Linked DNA regions of Mus musculus: all the other regions are linked to region 3. Evidence: chromatin contacts called from public promoter capture Hi-C data. All regions are on one chromosome and are shown on one strand. The core of a region is the stretch at or near the end of the contact, and the rest is flanking DNA. Distances in the headings are between cores, read along the strand shown. Region 1 holds the start of P2rx1 (purinergic receptor P2X, ligand-gated ion channel, 1). Region 2 holds the start of Shpk (sedoheptulokinase). Region 3 holds the start of Xaf1 (XIAP associated factor 1). Region 4 holds the start of Ncbp3 (nuclear cap binding subunit 3). Region 5 holds the start of P2rx5 (purinergic receptor P2X, ligand-gated ion channel, 5).

What was found. Promoter capture Hi-C pulls out the DNA fragments that hold promoters and counts their contacts. Capture Hi-C pulls out chosen DNA fragments and counts their contacts.
Region 1: a contact with region 3 is called in a promoter capture Hi-C map of liver, with 2.1 times the contacts expected there. The contact joins the promoter of P2rx1 here to the promoter of Xaf1 in region 3. A contact is called at or near these places in 2 of 39 promoter capture datasets (the 3T3-L1 cell line and liver).
Region 2: a promoter capture Hi-C map of liver shows a contact between it and region 3, with 5 times the contacts expected there. The contact joins the promoter of Shpk here to the promoter of Xaf1 in region 3. A contact is called at or near these places in 1 of 39 promoter capture datasets (liver), 2 of 484 Hi-C or Micro-C datasets (CD4 T cells and CD8 T cells) and 1 of 9 other capture datasets (liver).
Region 4: a promoter capture Hi-C map of pre-B cells shows a contact between it and region 3, with 2.5 times the contacts expected there. The contact joins the promoter of Ncbp3 here to the promoter of Xaf1 in region 3. A contact is called at or near these places in 5 of 39 promoter capture datasets (the 3T3-L1 cell line, the C10 cell line, liver and 2 more).
Region 5: a contact with region 3 is called in a promoter capture Hi-C map of embryonic stem cells, with 2.1 times the contacts expected there. The contact joins the promoter of P2rx5 here to the promoter of Xaf1 in region 3. A contact is called at or near these places in 3 of 39 promoter capture datasets (embryonic stem cells and liver) and 1 of 9 other capture datasets (liver).

The regions. Positions count from the first base shown.
Region 1 is chr11:72,997,775-73,002,192 of GRCm38.p6, forward strand. It overlaps P2rx1 (purinergic receptor P2X, ligand-gated ion channel, 1), which reads left to right and starts at 1,371. Exons shown (of 12, transcript NM_008771.3): 1 at 1,371-1,677. The coding sequence starts at 1,541.
Region 2 is chr11:73,196,457-73,200,857 of GRCm38.p6, forward strand. Shpk (sedoheptulokinase) reads left to right here and starts at 3,026. Exons shown (of 7, transcript NM_029031.3): 1 at 3,026-3,224. The coding sequence starts at 3,063. Ctns (cystinosis, nephropathic) reads right to left here and starts at 2,563. Exons shown (of 11, transcript NM_031251.4): 1 at 2,462-2,563; 2 at 182-261. The coding sequence starts at 242.
Region 3 is chr11:72,299,826-72,304,290 of GRCm38.p6, forward strand. It overlaps Xaf1 (XIAP associated factor 1), which reads left to right and starts at 1,804. Exons shown (of 6, transcript NM_001037713.4): 1 at 1,804-1,884; 2 at 3,502-3,637. The coding sequence starts at 1,853.
Region 4 is chr11:73,044,873-73,049,272 of GRCm38.p6, forward strand. Ncbp3 (nuclear cap binding subunit 3) reads left to right here and starts at 2,995. Exons shown (of 13, transcript NM_025818.3): 1 at 2,995-3,210. The coding sequence starts at 3,028.
Region 5 is chr11:73,157,062-73,161,985 of GRCm38.p6, forward strand. It overlaps P2rx5 (purinergic receptor P2X, ligand-gated ion channel, 5), which reads left to right and starts at 3,327. Exons shown (of 13, transcript NM_033321.4): 1 at 3,327-3,672. The coding sequence starts at 3,536. Gm35001 (a long non-coding RNA gene) reads right to left here and starts at 3,149. Exons shown (of 3, transcript XR_388840.2): 1 at 3,051-3,149; 2 at 2,400-2,459; 3 at 1,137-1,745.

The sequences.
Region 1 (4,418 bases), core at 121-2,620, 700 kb after region 3:
CTTTTGTTTGGGGTCAGGGTAAGGTCACAGAGCCTGCTGAAGCTCTGACTCCTTAGGAAAAAAAAAGCGAAGGATGTGGTTCCCACCACCCTGGCTCAGTGGCGTCAGACAGTTGAGAGAGTTCCTACTGGAATGTCAGTGTGTGTGTGTGTGTGTGTGTGTGTGTGTGTGTGTGTTTTCTATTCAAGAGGTTGGGGCTGGTCCTGGGTGCTGGGAGGGGACATGCAGAAAGCAGCCCAGTTTGCATAAGGGTTCGGTGCCAGGCCCAGGGGCCATTCGCTCCCTGTTAGTAGCTCATGAGGAAGAAGATTCCTTATCAGCACTCAGCGTGGGTCGGCTTGGCCGGGGGTGCAGAGCAGTGAAGGTTACCAAGGAGACCTGTGCTTCAGGCTGGTTCTTCTAGTAGGCCAGGGTGAGAATGCTTCCCTCTGACCCTAGGTGCACAGTGTGAGCCAGCCTGATCAGGTTCTTGGGACCCTATGCTCAGGGTCTGCTTTACTATTGAGGAAGGCAAGGGTTGTATTGGACCTGAACCCTAATTCAACAGTGTATTTTAGTTCTCTGTCCTGGAGGTTTCTGGGACCGTCCCCCAAGGGCTTCTTCACTCTGGGGAAAGTGTTATGTTGTCCCACTTTACAAGAAGCAGACTTAGAAAAGCCAGACAATGCCCCCAAGCCCTCAACAAGTGACACAACTGCCTAATATCAGGCTTTCCAAGCTGGGTCTCAGAACTCCCTAGGGATAGGTGACCCTAGTCTCGTCTAGATGTCTACCTCCCTGTCTGTTCTGGTGGTAAGGATGGGATGGGAGTGGTGTCAGGAGTACAGTCAAGCAGGTCAGACAGAGGGAGAGCAAGGTTGCAGATAGAGATGCCAGCCTGAGGCTGAAGTTAATGGGTATAGACCAAGCTTGGACTTGAAGGGACTGACGAAGAGGGAGTGTCCAAGGGTAGCTCTAGGCTACAGGACTTGACATCAGTTCTGTTCATCTTCCTGCAGGTCCCCAGGACTGAACTGTCTACTCTGAGACTGTGGGGGTGGGGATGGAGGTAGAGTGTTGAGGGATTGTCCTGGCGAGACCCTTCAGTTCTGTCCTGTCAGGTTCCTGGAGTGGGGGTAGCCAGTAGCTTTATCTCTGGCCCTGTGGCTGGTGGCCATGGTGGTTTCCGGAGAGCAGCTCCTGTTTCCGGAGGCCCAGCAGGGCCCAGGCGGAGCCTTGAGGGGTAGTGGGGCTGGGCCTGGGTGGCCTCACTGGCTCCGCCTCTGTCTATCTTTGGGAATTTATTTCACGGGGCACCACTGGCCGGTACTCCACTGCCTGCCAGCAGTCAAAAGCTGCTCTGATCACCCTGGGTTTTTCCCTCCTAACCCAGATCCCACCAACGAACCTCCAACTCTGGCCCCACTTGGCCTGCTCTGTTCTTAAGGGGCTGGGAAGCCTCCAGCCACTCCACTGCTCTCTCTGTAGACACAGATGCTAGCCTGCCCTTGACCACAGAGGCCGTGCGGGGGGCTTGTCTCTGAGCCCCTTCTGGCCCACCATGGCTCGGCGGCTGCAGGATGAGCTGTCAGCCTTCTTCTTTGAGTATGACACTCCCCGGATGGTGCTGGTACGAAACAAGAAGGTGGGAGTCATTTTCCGTCTGATCCAGTTGGTGGTTCTGGTCTACGTCATTGGGTGAGTCTAAGTCCCCCTCCCAACACCTTTGGGCACCAGTCTTCTACATGTGCCAATCCTCAGAGCTCTGGGGTACCCTTCATCTCTCCAAGCACTGGAAAGCTCTCCTGGTGAGCCTCCATGCCTTAAGAAGGAATAGGCCCTGTTAACCTACTGTCAAGATGGAGACACCAATGCAGGATAGGACACGCTACTCTGGGTGCATGGTGACCAAGGGGCAACACCATTGTGGGTCCTGAGGACATTGTAAAAGGCCCCTTCTAGTGAGTGAGTGGCACGCCCTGCAAGAGCCCTTTTCACCTCCAACTTTCCTCATGCAACTGAAACAAAGCAATGCCTCATTTTACTCGCCAGAACATAGGCTCTGTTCCCGTCTCTCCAGTCAGAACAAAGGACAACCTGGGAAATCCAGGTCCCTGGGGGACTAAAAGACAATTGGATTCTGAACACTTAGCATCTTGATGGAGACACAGAGCAGGAAGTAGTCTCCATTCCCAAGTGTGACATCTCCTTCCCTGGCACAGGGTCAGAGCAGCACAGGTCTCCTTCAGCTATCTGGCTAGCCTGGGAACCATGCAAAGGCTAGCAGGCCAGGCAGGATCTTGTGTTTGCATGTGTGTTGTGTGGGCTAACATGGTATTCTATGACTGCCCATGTCCTATATATTTAGCCATGTACCGGTGGTTTTATATACCTGGTTGGCTACGCAAGCTTACAGCTGTGTCTCTGTCTGCCCTGGGTCTGAGGTAGCTGGGTACCAGAAGTGTCACATGTCAGGAGCATCATGCTTACTTACAGTCACACTAAAAAGAGCCTCTAGAGGCTATGAGATCAGTAAAAGGGTTGGGTCCTAATGGGAGCCTGAGAACGCCCAGTACCCCTGCCTGCCTGTGTTGTGTGGTTCTGAGGGCTCTGCAAATCCCCATTTGGGGGGACTGGGACTAAGAGCCCAAAGAGTTACTCATGTGGTACTAGCCTCTTGGGAGTATCTAGTTCCTAGAGTAGCCTTTCTTCTGCTCACTGATGCCCTAAGATTCAGAGCTAGTCAGGTGCAGCCAAAGCCAGGATCCTTCAGCTGCATTTCAGGCTATGTCTTGGTCACAAATCAAGTTGGTCAAGCTTAAGAGGAAGACTAAGGCCCATAGAGGAGCCCTGGAATTTCTAGGTCACTAGGCAAATCAACCCTGAACCTTTGCTCTGTCTCCTCATTTCCCACTCCCTACAAAGTTTCCAGGAAACTTTCTGATGGGTACCAGTAGCCTCCTGCTGAGCACAAGAGGGGCGTAAACGTCCACCATTAATTATTTGCTAGTTCCTCAGGAAGGAGAAGTCACTACTCAAGCCCAGCCTGTTTCTCACTTGGGGAGATCAAAATGGTTGTCCCTACTCAGGCCCCAGGGGCTCTCTACTTTATTTTCAGAACTGTGGCTAGGAGCAGTGTCTGACTGTCACAGGGACAGAACAAAAGGGATAGTCTACTGTCCCTACTGCCCCTTAGCCCTGATCTATACCTCCTGTGACAGGAACCTTACCCCATCCCTCTTTCCTTTCTTCTGGCCTGAAATGGTCTATCATTTTCAAATGTTTCAAATGTTTCTTGTTGGTGTGAGGGTGGGGGTATCAGAGGTGAGGGATGCAACTAGTCTTGCTAAAATTCCCAGTTCACACAGCAGAGCCAAAGGCAAGGTCTTCAGGTCCCCAAACCCAGGCTTCTCTGCCCACTAACTAGGGCGCTTACTAGCTCCAGCAATGGCACCTACTGTCTCTGTCGCCCTCATCTGGCCACTGCCAGATGCTACAATGACTCCTGCAGGTTAAACTCCTGAGCCTTGCTCCACTGTTACATAGGACAGCGGTTGGAGAGGACCTTTCCTTGTGAAGGGAAAGGGCTTCGCTATAAGGATCCTCCTCTTTCCTAGATGTTTGTCTGGTCCTGTGGGGGCTGCAGGGAAGTCGGGGGTGGGGGGGACGAGAGAGTCAGTCTCTGGGCACCAGACAAGGTGAAGCCCACATTGGGGACGGGCAGCATGGAGGTGGAGAGGGACACAAAGTCAAGCATTGGAACACAGTTCTGATGAAAGTGGCCTTAGACTTAGGCAGGCAGGCAGGCAGGCAGGCAGGCAGGCAGGCAGGCAGGCAGGCAGGCAGACAACAGACAAGAGGCTGAGATGCCAAGATCTGGAACAGGCTCAGAGGAGGAAAGTTAAGGCTTTGGACTCTATTGGTCATGTTCTTCCTGTACATTCAAGGCAAGTGGGGAAGAAGCCCTGGAAGATGGAGACTCTGCTGGCCTGGGTTAAGGTGATGTCACAGGTGAAATGCTCCAGTTGGAGGGATTGGGCTATGAGACAGACTGGTCTAGCCGTTCCTGCTGGAAAGCAGAGGGGACACAGGGTAAAAACTTCGTTAGGTGGGTTTAAGTGGGCTAGACTGGCCAGGTATGGAAGTACGAGTTTAACCCTAGCTAGTTAGAAGTAGGTGGATCTCTGTGAGCTTGAGGCAAGCTTGATCTACATAGTGAGTTGTAAGACTCTAAGGCAGCCAGGGTTACACAGTGAGACCCAGTCAAGGGGTGGGGGGTTGGGGGACAGCTGGATTTTGTGTTTGTTTGATTTTTGAGACAAGGTCTCTCTACATAGCCCTGGCTCTTCTGGAACTCACTTCGTTCTGGCTTCAAACTCACAGATATCTGCCTCTGTCTCTGCAACCCAAGTGCTAAGAATACATGTGTGAGCTACCAT
Region 2 (4,401 bases), core at 1,776-4,275, 900 kb after region 3:
ATATAAATAGTATGAGAAGAAAATTACATCCCTAACAAAATTAAAACCCATCACAATATGCCTAGATATGAAAAGTTGAGACAATATACTATTAATACAATAGAGGCATTAAATAAATTAAAAAAGTTACTCTTTGCACTATTTCATTTTTACAAAGCTGAGAAGGCAGTCTTAAACTTACCATACTTCTCTATGAACATCAAGAGAAAAAGGGTCAAAATAAGCAGCCAATTCCTCCTCATGGTCTCTGACTTCTCAGAACTAGGAGGAAGAAAGAGCAAGAGAGAGGCATGTTAAGGTTAGATTAGCTCAGCTCTTGATGGACAACATGCTCCCTGACCCATGACAGGGAGACAGTTCATAAAGGGTTTCTCCTCCACACCTCTGACCTCACAGGCATCACAACCTCTGAGAAGGAGACCCGGAGAGGACCTATCTATGTTTCATGTAATGGGCAAAGCCACTCGGAGCAGCTGCGTGGGTTGTGTAAAGTCCTACTCCGAGGATGTGAACACAGCCTGCACTTTTCCCTCAGCTGCTTTCTGTAGCCAGTTAACAGGAAAACCAACCAACCAACCAACCAACCAACCAACACTGGCAGTGTTCTCTTAAAACAAAAACAAAAACAAAAACAAAAAACACCTTAGGCTAGAGAGATGTCTCAGAGGTTCAGAGCACTGGCTGTTCTTCCAGAGGTCCTGAGTTCAATTTCCAGCACCTACATGATGGCTCACAACCATCTGTAATGAGATCTGATGTCCTCTTTTGGCCTGCAGGCATACATGTAGGCAGAATGCTATATAATAAACAAACAAATGAATATCACTTCTTGGAAGATATGGACTGCTTCCAAGTGAAACTCAAACACTCTGTCAGCAAAATGTTCCCCAGTGCTAAAGGCTAAGGCATCTCTGAAGGAGAAACCTAGAACCGATGGCGCCTACTATGCTAAAAAGATCAGTTGGTCAAACACACAACTAGGCTTGTAAAAAGTTACAAGACAAAGTTACAAGACTTGCCATGCCCATCTTCTGGTGTGTGTGTGTGTGTGTGTGTTTACCATCTTCTACACCTCAATCAGATGGCACACTTTTAAGAGCCTCTACTATCCCCCACAAGAGATCTCCTGTGGCAGCTTCCCTTAGTCAGGTGTCTGAGGTAGTCCTGCTCTTGGTCCATAACCTGGAGCTTCCTCTGTGGGAAAACTGTTAATTAAGGTGGAGGTCCACCATGACTGCATAGCCCATGGGTTCGGCATAAGTGGAACTTCTCATCCTCTGACCTTGTCTGGGGAATTCGAAGCCCCAACACAGGCCTCTACCTGATGACTGTCACATAGCCTTAGCAAGATTCCTTCCTAAGGATCAATTCCCTTCCTTTTCATAAGAACCTGTTCGGTGAGCACCTGAGATTCCCGAAATGCTTCCCCATGCTAATGGGGCATTTCAGTACCTCAAGCCCTCAGCCAATGACCTTTGACTATCCTGGATGTTCCTACCTTCAGTCCCCCAAACTTTATAAGCTCGTCTTGGAGTGGTCATTCACCATACCCACTCACAGGGCTTCCAAAACCATGCCCACCACTCTTTGTCTCTGCTCCCACTGCCCCCTGTCCCCCGTGGACCTAATTGGCCATAATCCATGAGAGTGGGGAGACCCACATTCCTCAAGGGATAGTACAGATTGGACAAGGAATATGTTCCCTGGAGATGAACTATCTAGGTCCCAGGTTTCCCATTTACTTGTATGATTCTGGAATACTTATTAACCTATGTTTCTTAATGGGGAAACAGGGACAGTGGTAGTTACACCACAGGATTATAGTGAGATGAAATACAAGGCATACATTCTCAAAGGGGCTAAAATAGGCTCTGGAGGTCTGAAAAAATAGCTGTAATAATTGCTTATCTCTCTCCCAAACGTCATAATAAAAAAAAATAGAGCTTACCAGCTGTATTAAAAGTTTGAGGTGGATTGGTAAGATAACAAAAAGTTGAGAAACAATGAGGTAATGTTATTACTATTACCACCCAGGGCTCCCAGCAAGCTCTCACAGAGCATAGATTGTTATTTTCCTCAATATTATTGAAAAAGGCAAGATCCAGGTACCCTCTCATTCTCTGGGAGAATCAACACGAGCTCCTGGAATGGTCCTAGCAGAATTTACCCCCAACCCCAAGTTACCTACCTGCACATTCCTAAGCCAGATTCAGGCGGCGCCACATACTGAATAGTGCCACCAACACCAGCTGTCAGTCGGTGTCCGTGCTTTTGCTCACCAACACCCTGGCCCTAAAACCTAGAGATGTGCGGGCCTGGGTTGGGGCCAGAAGCTAGAAACCCAGGCGCTGCCCCTCTGGTAGCGTAGGTTGCCCCTCTGAGGTGCGGGGCTAATGTCTGTTGGGGTGGGTGGTGTCATACCAGAAAAGGGGGTAGCTGTCCCGGTCGCGATGGTTCTCACCTGACAGCTTCCCAGGCTTGGTGGACAGACCTCACCAAAAGCAACAATCTCGCACCAGAAACCGCTTAGGAGTGTAAGGACTCTCTGAGCTCCGCCGACTTTGTGTGAAAGAGGGGCCAGCTGTCACCTGACCTGAACCACCTGACTTGAAGCCGCGAGCCCTGTGCAAGGAGCTCTGGAAGTTGTAGTTTTCACGAATACAGGAGGATAACGCTTGGTAGGGGTGAGGGAAGGGTGGAAGGGCGGAAGAGCATAGGCACCTTGGCAGGGACAGGGGCTCGGATGTGAGGGGCGATCTAGTCTCTTGTAGGGGAAGCAGGGTTCTCGAAGTCTCTGTTGTCTCCTTGAAGCCCTGTGCTCCCTGGTGAAGACCCTGGGACCCCAGGCACTGTCCCGGAACCTCTGACCAATAGATCCCGCCTTCTGTCGTCTCTCCACCTATCACCGGAGGCCGCTGTGGGGAGCGCGTGGTGTTTGCTTTCCTCGACCAATAGAAGTGGTTAAAAGATTGACAAGGAAGCTCCGCCCCCTTACTGCCCTCCAGAGTGAAGTGTTCCCCGGCGTGCGGTTCAAGCCACCGAGCTGTGCTGTCACCACTGCCATGGCTTCGCGACCTGTCACTCTCGGTATCGACTTGGGCACCACGTCCGTGAAGGCCGCCCTATTGGAGGCTGCACCCAGCCTCCCATCCGGGTTCGTGGTGCTGGCGAGCTGCGCCCGGGCTGCGAGGGCAGAGACTGAGAGCGCGGTGGCCGGGCCCCAGGTGAGGCAGAGCCCTGGAGCTGCCGCCCCGGGACGACCCTGGGGGCATCTCGGGCAACACCTTCCCGCGAAGAAGTACCCGTGATTGCCCAGTCTGTCGGACCTCCAAGGCCTGCTGCCCTTTCCTCTAGGGCTTCAAAGCCTGCTGCAGCTCAAGCTAAGCCGTTAGATTTTGCCCAGGGAGCTTTCCCACCTGCTGGCACCGATCTTCCCGCTCTCCGGCTTTTCTGGGGCCCCTGACCATGGCGCTGGATCCCTCTACTATCCGCCCATCACTTTTTGTACTTTGCGCCGAGAGGACTTGCTTTCAAAGTGATAACCACAGGCCTGACTATCACGCTCGCCACTCATGACCCTGTGCCCTCTAGTTCAGGCATCATTTCCGACCCCACCCCCTAGGCAGGTTGTGCTCTGGAAATGAGACGTAGCGTTAGGCTTACCTCATGCCTTTGAAGTTCAAGTAAACTGATAATTTCACTTGGTTACTCAAAGAATTCCAGCCCCTGCTGAGCATCTCTGGAGGAAAGTTGTCAGAGCAGGTGGGGAGACACTGAGATAAGCTGATGAACATTTTAGAAAAGAATCAGACTGATGATTATACGCTGCAACCACTGGCTTTTGAAAACTAGAAGATAGAAAAGTACATCTCCAGGGGTCCACAGGATGGCTCAGCAGTAATAGCAATTGCTGAGTGAGCCTGGTCACCTGAATTCTACCTTCAGAACCTACCATGGAAGGAAAGAACTGACTTTTGAAAAGCTGCCCCCTGACTGCCACATGTGCCCCATGACGGGCACACATGTTTGTGTGCACACACACATACATGTATACACATATATACACACACTATATAAATATATACACATACATATTCACACATATATACACACACATATATACTATGTATGTTCACACACATACAGTATATATACACACACACATACATTCATATATATACATATACATACACACACACACACACACACATATATATATATACACACACACACACACTACACACACACACACACACACATATATATATATATATATATATACACACACACACACACACTACACACACACACACACACACACACACACACACACAAACATACCTTTAAAACAAATGCAATGAATTAAAGACAGTGGACTCTGTTGGAAGATGATGTAAGTAG
Region 3 (4,465 bases), core at 554-3,053:
ACAGGAGGAAGCATAGTATAGTTAAGTTCTCAAACCAATAGCATAGCTGCCTGTTACGATTATCAAATATGATACTCAATATTCAAAACATTTGTGTGTGTAGAGATCAAAGAACAACTCAGTGGAGTTGGTTCTTCCTTCCACCACGTGCATCCCGGGGATTAAACTCAAGCTGTCAGGTTTAATGGCAAGTGCCTTTATCCGCTGAGCCAGCCATATATGAAATGTGTGCTATATTTTTTCTTCATTTTTATTTGACATTTTAATGCATGTATGTAATGCAACTTGACCATGTTCCCGCACCTCTCTGCTTTCTTGCACCCTGCATTCATGCCAAGGGCACACAAGTGGAAGTGATTCACTGCTGTGTGTAGCATCACTGGGTGACAAGACTTCTGCAGTTCTTCAGGTGTAATCTTATATGGCTACTGTGCTATGTACAGTTGCACTGCTGACAGAAACATCATTATTCCGTACACGGCTGTATTTGTGAATGTATCAGTTGTCACTGAGATATACTTTGTGATGTGTGTGTGTGTGTGTGTGTGTCTGTGTGTGTGTGTGTGTGTGTGTGTGTGTGTGTGTGTGTGTGTTAGATCCTAACCCCAAAGCCTTATGCATGGTAGGCAAGTGCCATACCGCTACCTCTACTCCAAAACCCTTTGATCATTTTCATTTATCTAATGACGCCCTGTTTCTTCCTTGGAAGGGGGGTGGTGGTGGTGGAATGAACACAGGAAACCAGCAAATCGACTGACTTCCATCATTTTGCACTGTGATAATTTTGGACATGGGCTGCCTTTAACACAATTTGTTTTCTTTGAACCTCATGAGGTCAGCTAGCCTTGTTGGGTAACTGCCTGAGGCTGTGGCACCTCGCTGGAACAAACATATACTGACACAGCAGCAGTTTTGCATGCAAATTCTAGGAGCACCTGGACCTTAAAGTTGCCTGGGAGCTCCAGTGTAACCCGGTCAGCCAGGAGACAGTATCCAGAAGGCTGAGGTGACTCAAGCTCCCAATTGGTTATCTTGTCTGGATCTGAGCACAGCTCCTCCAGCTCCGTGCCTGTGGCAGAAGGGTCACACCTTGGACCACGTTACCTGGGAACTTCTGTGCAGGTTATTCAGCCCCTTGCTGCTCGATTTTACCAGTGAGCATGGGATAGCAAGACCTCCTCATGGTTTCTGTCATCTTGGCTTACATTATTGTTTGCCATTATTGTTTGCTTTGTTTTGTTTCCCAGCAGAGGACAACCTCAGGAGACACAACACAGTTATCCCTGGCCATTCCCAAGACTTGCCCCAAACCCTGTAGCCTGAGCATCCAGCACCCAGAACCCCCTGCTCAGTTCCTCACAGACTTTGTTTTCAAAGTCACCACAAACTGGAACCCACACAGGGGTACAGAGCTTGCAGGAGCTTCTTCTTCAGAGAGCAGACTCAAGCTTAGCATCTCAGGAGAGACCAGACAGAAACAGTAGGAGTCAGTCACAGGTTGAGAAGTGGGCAGGGACCCCATGGAAACAAAGCCAGTCAGGGAGGGAGGGGGAGAAAGGGAGGAATTGTTGTGCTGCCCAGAGGAAACCCGACAGCTAACGCCCACCCTGGAGGTCACAGTCACGGTAGCACAGAGGCTGCACAGGACAAGGGGCATGACAGAGGACTAGCCCATGCTGCAGAATGGCCTTCTGGGAGTGTCTAGCTGCCAGGATCTGGGAACCGCCCTGAGCTGAGAATTTTTGAAGTCTCCTCCCTGCCGCTGTGAGTCAGGCTGGGCAAACACTTTCAGTTTTGTTTTCCTGTGTGCAAAGAAACGAAACTCCACAGAAGCACTGCAGGAAGCTTGACCATGGAGGCTGACTTCCAAGTGTGCAGGAACTGGTAAGAAGGCATTTTCTCCAGGGCTGGCCAGACAGAGGGGCAGGGCAGAGCAAACAAATTCTGAAGTGATGGGGATGAAGTACAACACCAGAGGGCAAGCCGAAGGGGACTGGAACCTCTGGAGTGAAGAGGTTCCAAATCTCTAAGTAGAGTGCTCAGTGGTACCTCAATATCACTGTTCCCTCTTAGCTTGGGTATTTCAGGCTGGCTAGTTTTAGCCATGAAGTATGGAGGGACTGGTCCCTAGCAGGCTATTCCTGTCAGAGCTTAGATCCGTAGCAGGGGTGGGGGGCATCGTGGTCTTCCCACCCATCTGTGAGAGGACCCTTTGAGAGATGTTCCAGGGTTATTCCTGTCCTCCGCCTGACAAAGGAGCTGGGAGATAGAACATGGAGGGCTGAGCAGGAGGCAAGGACCACACCTCCAAGTAAAAAGAGCTGGTTCCTCAGCAGACCCCACCTGTTGCAGTAACTGGGGTAAAGCTCCACAGAGATCTTTGTTCCACTTCACCTTTCAGGATCTCTGGTCTATGGAGTATGGAGGCAGGCAAAACAGAGAGGGCAAACAGAGCAAAGGACGTCATTCTGTGCGGTTGTGGGGACAGCTGGATCAGGCTAACAGCAGTGAGGCCATGAACCAGATCACAGGGGCCTGAACAATTGGAGGCCATGAGCCAGATCACAGGGCCTGAACAATTGGTCCTTTAAGGATACAGCCTGTTTCCTTTCTCCCGAGCTGCCGTGAGCATGAGCAGATGGAATGGGTTGGCAGCGTTCCTGGTGATGAGCCTATCAGAGGAGGACACCCTGCCCTACAAGACTCCCCTGCATCTCAGATGCTCTCTGGGTAGCTGCAAGGGAGCCCAGGGACGGGAGACAGCGTGGTGGATGGACTTTTGCTCTTGAGAGTTGGGAAACCCTTGGAGGGTCTGAGGTGTGGTCAGGGCAGAGCTGCACTGCTGTGCTCCCTTGTTCTCGTGATGGCCTTTCTAGGAGATAACTGGAAAAGGATAGAACTTTACCTCCCCCAACCCTGTCTCTGTGGGGTGATGCTGAGGAGTCGTTCCAGGCACTGAGCCTAGGGCATTGCACAGAGCAGCCAAGCACTCTGAGCTGCGTTATCCCTGGCTCTGTTTTTCCCTTTCCTTTTGACACAGAGTATCACTAAGTTGCCTAGGCTGATCTTGAACTTACTCTATAAGCACAGATAAGCCTTAAACTAGCCATCTTCCTGACTCAGGCTCCTGAACCCCTGTGCCAACAGCCCTAGCTAACTTGTACATGTTTGAAATATACATCTTGATACACAGTACTTATTTGTGAAACCATCTTACAATCTAGGAAATGAAATCTATCATCAATCTTGAAAGTTGCCTGTTGCCCTGGTACCCTCTTCCTCCCCCTCTCCCAGGCACAGTGCCCTCACACCTATTTTCTGATGGCGAGCTTATCTGTTTCACCAGCACTGGCAGGCATAGGAATGCATCATCAGCATCATCACTGTTTTCCCCAGGCCGCAGGCCTGGAAAGAGCTTACCCCAGGTATGCAACAAGGCGTCATGTCTTATGCTAAGACACTGTGCCTTTCTTTCTCCCCCACCCCCACTTTATCCTGAAGCAAAAGAAATGTGGCCTCTCTCCACTTCATGCTCCACGAGGCCCACTGCCTGCGCTTCATAGTCCTTTGCCCAGAATGTGAAGAGCCCATCCCAGAGTCAAAGATGAAAGAGCACATGGAAGTTGTGCACCAGCAGGTGAGCAGGTGGGCAGGTGGGGCAGAGGCCTGGGGGGTCAACAACTGGAGTCCAGCCTTCCCTGGCCTGGTGGGTAAGTTATTTAGCCCCTCCATGTTTGGCCTCTGTTTTTTGTTTGTGTTACCCTGAGGCTGTCCCTAGTTTCTCCCTTTCTTCTTGCTACCCCAAGACTATGGGTCTGGCAGAACAAAGGATCCATATAAAGAAAGGCTAACTGTTCTTCAGAGACTTGTAAGGAGGAGGCAGGAGGGCCCATCTCAGTCTTCTTTCCTACCTTTTTGAGTCAGTCTCTTGCGGCTTTATCTTTCTGAGAATCAAGTTCAGGCATCCATTTAGATTCAAGCTGACCCAACAAACACTTCAGTCAAGTTGATATAAAACTAGCCAGAACAGTTTGAGTAGTTTGGACTATGTCAGCAGCTTGTGCAAGCCCTCCCTTTCTGGAGTAGGAGTGAATTCTTCTCTATAGGCAAATAGGATAACCTGGTTGAAAGACAGAGAGGCTAGTCATAAAAATTCCCACCACCACCATTATCTCCCCACCTGAGAGGCCAGGAGAATGATGAAGGACTATCCTACCCGAAAGATGCAGATTCATCTGCATCTGAATATATTCTTGCATATATGCATGTATACATACAAACATACATACATGCAAACATACTTACATACATATGTACATGCTTGACAGAGGAGATTTCCACCATCCATGAGTTAATTTCTGCTAATTTGACATGGGCTGTGGACACCTGGGAAGAGGGAATCTCGGTTGAAGAATTCCATCAGATTGTCCTGTGGGTGCATCTCCAGGCAATTGCCTGATAAATA
Region 4 (4,400 bases), core at 1,745-4,244, 750 kb after region 3:
ATGTGAGTGTGCTTATATGTAAGTATGGTGTATGTATGTGTCCATGTGGGTACGCAGTGGTTGATGTATATCTTCCTTGATTATGTAAGTACAGTTCACTCAGCGGCCAGGAGAGGGTGTAAGATCTCCTGGAGTGTAGGCGGTTGTGAGCTGCCTGATATGGATGCTGGAGACTGAACTTGGGTCCTTTGCAAGAGCATATGTACTCCTAACCACTGAGCCATCTCTCTCCAGCCTCCTCCTCTTTATTATTATTTTAGACACTTAGGTCCTCTGAAGGAGCATTGTATACTTGTAACCACTGATCTATCTTCACTTAGTTTTTGAGACAGGGTCTCTCAGTGAATCTGGACTACCAGATTTGGCCAGTGGGTTCAGGGATCTGCCTGTCACTGCTTCTCCAACACTTGGGGTAGATGGCTGTCACTTTGCCAAGCTTTTACACAAGTGCTGAGGATTTAGAATCAGGTCCTTGCACTGCAGGGATTTTACCAGGTGAGCCATCTCTCCAGCCCTACTAACTGTAACTTTTTGAAAATTCTTTACCACCTCCTAAATTCCCTGTGGTTTCACCTCATTGGGCTGCACTGTGGACAGGATGGCAGAAGAAGCAAGTTGGGTGTATTAGTCAGGGCTCTCCAGAGTCTTAGAACTTATGGGTAGTCTCTATACAGTAAGGGAATTTGTTGATGACTTACAGTCTGGAGTCCAACTCCCCAGCAATGGTCAGCAGCAGCTGTGAATGGAAGTCCAAGGATCTAGCAGTTGCTCAGTCCCACAGGGCGAGCAGGCAAAGAAGAGTGAATCTTCCTTCTTCCAATGTCCTCATGTGAGCCTCCAGCAGATGTGGCCCAGATTAAAGGGGTGTATCACCACTGCTGGATCTGGGACTTGCTTGTCCTAGGCTGACCTTGAACTCGGAGATCTCCTTGTCTCAGTCTCCAGGGATTAAAAGCGTGTACTACCTCATCTGAGCCTAAGCTTCTCATGGTCACAATGACTCAAGATCTCCATGCCAAGATCCAGGTCAGAAACATGTGTCTCCCAGCCTCAAGATCTGATCACAGGTAAGCCTTCCAATCTGGACTGTAGTTCATTCCAGATATAGTCAGGTTGACAACCAGGAATAGTCACTTACAGTTAGGACCAAGTCAGGAGAAAGGTATAGGGCTGTCTGGTAGCAGCCTGGGAACTTAAGCGTTGACTGCCTGATAACCACCCCCTCCTGTGGGTGCCCCAAGGCCTCTTTGCACTGTAATTTCAAATCCCTCTGAATTGAATCCTCAAGCTGCAAGTCTCTTTAGGAGGTAGAGAGGCCTGTGTGGCTAAGTAATTAACTGCTTTTGTTTCTCCTACCTCCTACTCCACAGGCCTAGAAAGATAGTGTAATGGTGGGGTTCATGACTGTCACCCACAGCTGGCTATCCCAAACACAAACAGTTCTATAAAACACACACTAGGGAGCCAGGCATGGTGGTACATGCCTATAAGCCCATCACGCAGGAGGCAGAGGTAGGAGGATTAGGAGTTTAAGATCATTCTCAGCTACAAAGCAAGTAGTGGGCCAGCCAGTGCTACATAGCAAGACTCTGTCTCAAAACAAGAGGGCTGGGGTAAAGCTCACTGGTAAAGGGCTTTGTTAGCATGCTCAAGTCTCTGGGTTGCATTGTTAATACAGCAAAAGAAAAACGGAAGGAAAGAAAGGAAGGGGAACAGGAGAAAAGAAAATACAATCCATTGTTTTAACCCAATTTTGTACTTTGCATTGCAATCAATTGATGGTACCATTCTAAGGAATTCCATCTTGTTTGTCCCATGGTACAGACCCATTTCAAGAAAAGCTTGGATGTACAGTATCACCTCTTTTGGATCTTACAGCCGCACATAACTAGCTCATTCGGTCCTTATATTCTTCTGTGGAGGTGTGTCACTGTTCTATGTTCTGATGAAGGAACTGAGGTTCCGTGCCATGCCCAAAGTGACCTAGTGTATCTGAGTCTTGTGATTTTTTTTTCTGTTTTAGAATGATTTGCCTTTCTCTGAAAAGATTTTTAGGGGCTCAGATATATGGTCTTACCTATTCCTGGTTCAGATTGGGAGATAGGTCTAGAAAGGGCTAACTAAATATGACACAGGAGGAGACACAAAATCAGGACTCATGACAGACAAGAAGTCCCTTCTTCAAGTCTGAACAAGCCTTTCCTCTTTCCCAGCCAGACTCTTACTAGGAACATTTGCAGGAAATCTTGCTTGTGAGTCTCTGATGAGTAGAGCTCCCAGAAGTGACAAAATGGGTCTAAGCTCTGGTTCTGCCCTTTGGGTAGGTCACTGTGATCTTGAAGCACCCCTCTTCCCCTTTTAAGATAGGATCTTCTGTAGTTTAGGCTGGCCTCAAACTAGCAATTGCCCCTTGGTGTAATTGGGGGATAACCTTCAGCCCCTAGTCCTCCTGCCTCTATCTCCCAAGTGCTGGGAATACAATCGTGTACCATCCCTTTCCAGTTTAAATGTAGGCAGGGTTTTACCTTGGATCCCTGGATGGCCTGGAACTTAGAGATGTGCCTGCCTCTGACTCCTGACTGCTGGGATTATAGGCATGTAACCCCTACACTGGGCCCTAGTTTAAAATTTTGACCACATAATATGGCTCAATTACTGGAAGACTTGACAGAGCCAAAGCTTACTACGGAAATAACTTTGTAAACGCTCAGATTGCCTAGATGATAGATCGCGGTAACCGCTCAGCAGTTCTTAGAAGTATAGTCCTCAAAGTGCAGGTATTTTGGAACCTCAGACGACGCTCCACCTCCATCACTGCTTCGTCCCGCCCCCTACCCCGCGAAGTCCCGCCCCAAGCCGGCCCCAGGTTCCTAGGTCACCAAGGGGGCGCCAGAGATAAGGACAGCTTTCTGGTAGAAACAGACGACGCTCTAGGTGATAGCGGTGCTCCTCTGTGGTCATCGGCGACGGCGCTCTAGGCGGCGGGAGTGAGGGGCGGGCTTTCGGTGGTGCGGCCGGCTGGCAGCTATGGCGGCCGTCCGCGGCCTGCGAGTGTCTGTGAAGGCGGAGGCCCCCGCTGGGCCGGCTTTGGGGCTTCCGTCGCCCGAGGTGGAGTCCGGTTTGGAGCGTGGCGAGCCGGAGCCCATGGAAGTGGAAGAAGGCGAGCTGGAAATCGTGCCGGTGCGGCGCTCCCTAAAGGAACTGCTCCCGGTACGGGCGAGAGGGGCGGGGGCTGAGGAGGTCGCCGGGCGGGTGTCCCTGGAGAGTCAGGGAAGGTGGCGGACGGCGGCACTGGCGCAAGTCCGGGAACGCGGGAAAGGGGCGCGAGCGCCGAAAGGCGGGGGCCGCGCATGACCCGGAGAGCGCCAGAGAGAAAGGACGCCGGGGCGCCCGGAAATGGGTGCAGAGAGCGCTGGAGAGGCGGGGGATCTCGGAGAGAGTTGGGGACACCCCTCTCGCTGCCCCTCGGTGGCCCCGAACGGAATCAGCTGTGTTTGGTTGGAGATAAAAAGGAGCCGCGGGCGGGAACAGAACCTGAATCAGCCCTCAAAGAAAGTGTTAGGTGCCGCCGGCATCCAGGTCTCCTGGTGGGTCCTCCTTCCCCGGCCGAGTTGGTGTCACTTAAACCAGCTCTCTTCGCTTGGGAGGGCTAGACCTGTCAAACAGCAGACACTCGTGTGTTGGTATTGTGGATGAGGGTCCTCACGTCCCCGCACCTTCACTGCGTCTACTCTCGGTGGTCCCAGCTTCTGACACACAGTGACATTTGATCTTTCTTTAACCACAGTGGGTCTGAGGAGTGTTTTGCCTGTGGTTTGGTAGTCACATGCCCCTTCTTAAAGCTGGTCTGAGGCCTGGATAGCTCGGTTTTCACATACAACGTGAACTCCCTGCGCCCCCTCCTTTAATTACATGATAGCAGCTTGGTTTTACATTTGAAGTTATGAGTGAAGGCTAAGGTAGTGATGACAAATGACAATACCTTTGGTGACAACATCTATAGGTTATAGTGGATAGTGTATAGGTCAGGTGTTATCCATTCAGTCAGTTTAACATGTTTATATCACACACCTCTCTGTGTGCTGGTGTAATCCTAGGTGCTTAAGAGCGAACTCCCTCTTGGTGTTGCCCTAGTAGGGGAGACAAGTAAATAGTTCCCTTTTGTATTAAGTGCTACAAAAACAAACACACACACACACACACACACACACACACACACACACACACACCCTGTTAATAGGATAAAAAGCACAGTGGCCAGGAGGGATGTGAAGCAGTTGGTGTGTGTTGGGATGCACAGGAAAGTCCCTTGAGATAGTTAGATTCAACTTGAACCCCAAATGACAAAAAGGGGCCGACCATGTCAGTTGGAAGGGAGTAATTCCTAGCGGGGAGGACAG
Region 5 (4,924 bases), core at 2,077-4,576, 860 kb after region 3:
GCCTTGGCTACCTGTCCTCAACAAGCCTAGTAGACAAGTTATAGTGACATCAGAGGATGATGTATTCAGTGAGGATCAAGCTGAGAGATCCAGGAACCCCTAGCCTTCCTCCAGGGCTCTAACAAGAGGTTTAAAGAATGTGTGGTCCTACCTCTAACAATCTTGCTGTCTCTCCTGAAAGTAGCCTGAGAAGCTGTCAGAGCTATGTGAATTTTGTTTCTGGAAGATACCTTTAGCAGGCACCAGGCTTCAATGTTTCCTTTCTCCGAGCACAAGTCCCCTGGGAAGATGCCCTGGGAGCCAGTTTCAGTCATCTGATAGTCTAAGGGAGTGCACAAGCATCTCTTTAGAGTATCTTCCTGTCAGGACACTTACAACAGGTGCCTGGTAAAGGTTTGAGCAAGAATAGAAGCAGCAGGTGGAAGCAGGTGTGGGTGCATGCCTAAAATCCCATACTAAGGAGACTGAGGCAGGAGGATTACAGGTTTGAAGCTGGCTTGGACTACATAGTGAGACACTGTACTTCTACTGCTGGTCCCAATCTAGTGGGCTTTCTTTGCTCTGTGTCTTGGGGCCTTAGTACACACCAGGGTGTCTCTCAACAAATAGGCTCTAGTTGGAATCTGGAACTCCATTTGGGGGGAGTAGAGAGGTTCACCACAGGGACCTTCCTCTGGGTCTCTTTTGTCCTCCTCCCCGTCCCCCCTTCTCTTTCTCTCCATGCCTGTGTATGCACTATGTATCTTCAGGTTTACTTATGTGTCTGTGTAGATGGCACATGTGGGTTAGAGGGCATCTTCCTTTATAGCTCTCTACCTATTGTTTTGAGACAGTGCATCTCAATGAACCTAGAGCTGTTTCAGCTACTTTGGCTGCCCAGTGAACCCCCAGGATCTGTCTCTTTCTGCCCGCCCCCAGCACTAGAGTTGCAGTAGGAAGTCACACACTGTCCCAAAGGCCATAGCCAATACAGGAAGGAGAAATGTCATTTCCTCATAAAGGTTTGGTTGGTCTTCAGTCTTTTTTTTTTTAAGATTTTATTTTATTATATAATTAAGTACACTGTAGCTGTCTTCAGACACACCAGAAGAGGGCATCTGATCTCAATCCAGATGGTTGTGAGCCACCATGTGGTTGCTGGGATTTGAACTCAGGACCTTCAGAAGAGCAGTCAGTGCTCTTAACCACTGAGCCATCTCTCCAGCCCATCTTCAGTCTTTTTAACCAAAGAGTGCAGGTACAGCGAGGCCGCTACTTGACGCCGAGGTTGCCCTAGAAGGGCTGTGTACTTTGCTGGCTCCTCAGCAATAGGAAGAGAAGCACTATTCTCTCCGAGGGCGATTTTCAGTGACTATCATTGCTCCAGACGAAGCTTTTATCAGGGCAAGATCGTCAGATGTGATATCTCTGTTTCTATGACACCATCTTGATGTTTCAGGCAGCTGTGCTGTGGGGGCTATGAGATCCTTTACGGGCAAGTATTCCTCAGAGTATTCCTCAGAGATTAGACGTAACTGGAGGTTCTTACCAGCTCTCCAGCTGCAAACATCCACCTTCCCACTTCACCTCCTTATGCTGGAGCAGAACTTCGGGTGATGGGCATCTTCAAGGGTGTGAGATTGCTCCATTCCCCTTCAGCTATTAGAGAGCCACAGGAGGGGAAGACTGGGGTGGAGGCTGGCAGAAAATAGGACGCCTTCAGCTTCCAGGGTTGTGACTGGGACCTGATGGCAGGTCCTAATATGCTTAAAAGAAAGCAAGCCTGTTTAGTTAAATGGTAAATACACAGAACTAGCAAGTAGCAAGCATGTTGCTGGGCCCAGGACATAGGATTATCCAAAGCAAGGCTTCCAACCTCTTGGTCTTCTGGTCTTGTCTGGGGGTACAGTATGCAAGTTAAATGAAGTCATCTCAGGTACTTAAAGTGCTCTGCAGATAGCCTGGCAGAGTGAAGCACGCCTTTGATCCCAGCACTTGGGAGGTAAAAGCAGGCGGATTTCTGAGTTCTAGGACAGCCTGCTCTATAGAGCGAGTTCCAGGACAGCCAAGGTTACACAGAGAAACCCCATATTAAAAAAAAAAAAGTGCTGGGCAGAGGTGATTGGAGTGGGGGTAGGATGTATGAAAATAAGCCTTTTTGAGGAACTGGTTAGGTTGAGTTTGAAAAGTTATAACAACACATTGTTTCCAAATGACACTTTAGGAACAGAATGCAGAACTCTATGCCCTTTCCTAGAATGAATGGGAAATCCAAGGGCAAAGCCCAGGAATTTGCCTTTATTTAAAATAAACAAACCAAACCAAACAAACAGCCAAACAAACCAAAACAGTCATTCCTTCGTGTTGCAAAACTGGGGACCTGTTTCCTGAAACTTCTATTTTTTTGTAGAAGATTATACCTGGAGGACTTAAGCGTTTCTTCCAACTTCTGGAGTCTGTCGTTTCAGAGAGTGAACTTCCTATTGGGCAAGAGGGCCAGGGTCGGGAGCAGAGGTGGTGTGATGCAGAAAGTTAGTGTGCATGGCTCCTCACCCCGCAGTCCCTGGCACATGGACTCTCACCACACCCAACCCCTCAGTACAAACACAGCCGATCACCACACAGCCCCTCACCACATATAGCCCATCAGTATACATATATAGAGCCCTGTAACTGCTCACCACACAGCCTCTCACTGCGTATAGACGACCCGACCCATACCACAGGAATGGGATCCTACATCCTCTCTCATCCTACAGTTCCTCACCACAGACAACCTACGGCAGCCCATAACAAGTTCCAAAGCGCAGCTCCAGGTATCTCTTCTCCCTCCTATGTTGGATCAGACCCAGACGATGGCATTGGGCTCCTTTTCTTTGGGAACTATTCATACTCTAGACATATGTTAGGATCCCACGCCTTGGTGCCCTAGCCTAGCTCTCCCTACCCCGCAGTACCTGACTAGGACCTCTGATCCCTGACCCTAGAAATTTGTAGGGTTTAAATCCGCAGCCATAGAAGCGGTGGAAAAGCCCCTTGATTACAGCACACACAGGCAGCCAGGGACCTACCTATACATCTGCCTGACAGCATGAGTAGCGAGGCCAGGACAACAGGGAAAACAGTCATTACTGTCTATCCCTCCTCCTTTACTTCCTGCACTGTGGGTCCCTTCCGGATTCTGCCTCTATTTCCCCACGGGGTTCCTTTCGAGCGAGTCCCGTGGGAGGAGGTAGGGGCGGGCGAGACGCCTTGGAAAGCACCTTCCCCTTCTTCCTCGCCTCCGCACACAGCCAGTGGCTGGAGGCACAGCCCGGTGGTGTCACCGTGTCAGCGGAGGCGGCCTCATCCCAGGCTGGGCGCTCGCCGCAGTCAGGCTCTCCGCGGCAGCAGGATCCTCCTGGCCGCGCTGTGCTCGCGCCCGGGTCTGCGCGTCTGCTCTCCAGCTCATGCCCTTTGGAGCCGCGCGCCCCGGGACTGCGGCAGCGCACACAGAGTGCTCGGTTGGCTGCCGGGCAGCGGGAGGCGGCGGCGGTGGCCAAAGTGAGCTGGAGGCATGGGCCAGGCGGCCTGGAAGGGGTTCGTGTTGTCTCTGTTCGACTACAAGACAGCAAAGTTCGTGGTCGCCAAGAGCAAGAAGGTGGGGCTGCTCTACCGGGTGCTGCAGCTCACCATCCTGTTGTACTTACTCATGTGAGTTCTTGGGCACTTTTTTGAAACAAGGGTACATGGGGCAGGGAAGGTGTAGACACAGGGGCCTTGGGGGAGTCAGCCTTAAAGCCCGTGGATGTAAGGATGGGAAAGTAAAAAGGGGACACTGACTTGTTAAACGTGGGCGGCGGCAACTGGATACCTTGGTTGGAAGCTGTCTGTAGGAGCTCCTTCTCCCAGTACTGGAGCTTCCAGTGTTACAGCCATGACCAGGAGGCAGGGATGCCAGGACACTGGGCTTCAGCTGCCCCCCAGAGGCCTCCCTGTGTCCAGCTTGACAGCTGGCCCAGGCACCCAGCAGGTTATTTATAAGCATTGAGCATTACTGGCTTACTCTTGGTTGGGCCAACTCATGGGATTGGCATGTTCTGGAACTCAGGGTTAGCTCACGGGAATCAGGGGGGCAGCCATTCCAGCGTCCAGATGCTCTACTGTTTTCCCTTATTGCCATCTCATCTAGCAGGCTATAAGCCTACCAGCCCACGGGCAGTTTGATGGGGATTTAACAGCTTGGTCAGAGGTCTCCCTTGCTCCTAGGAAGAAAAGAGGGCACAGGTGAAAAGAGGAAGGCAGCCACGGTGGACAGCTGCGATTCACTTTCCTTTCCTCATTAAATGATGTGCAATTATGCTCCTGGGTGGGGGTGGGGGGCAGTCCTGGCCTAGCCTTGCTGCTTTCTAATGGCTTCTCCTGCCCCTCTCCCAGGCAGGGTTTCTCTGTGCAGCCCTGGTTATCCTGGAACTGGTCAGTAGAGCAGGCTGACCTCAAACTCAGATATCCTCCTTCCTTTACCTCTGGAGTGCTGTGATAATGGCACAGAGTGTGGGTAATGGCTGTGTTCTTAGTGTTTCCTGAATTTTAGCTCCAAGGCACTTGGCAGTATCCTACCTCAGGGCCTTTGGACTGCTGTTCCTTGGCCACCCAGTTTTCCTTCAACATCCTTCCTTATCCAGATTTGATTTCTCCCTCTCTCTCCCTCCCTGGCACTTCCATAAGTCATTTTGATTGGTTGTTTGCTCAATGTCTATTTCTGACTCCCTGAAGTCTGGGGATGCCATGAGGTGATGTCACACTGTGATGTCATTTCACTTGGCAATCTGTATGAAATGAGTAGACGAATGCTGAATGTTTGCTTCTTGTTTTGCACTAGAGCAGCATTTCTCTGCTAAAATGGAAGGTGTGCTCAAGAACCACAACTTTCGAGCCACGAGTGGTGGCAAACACTTTTAATCCC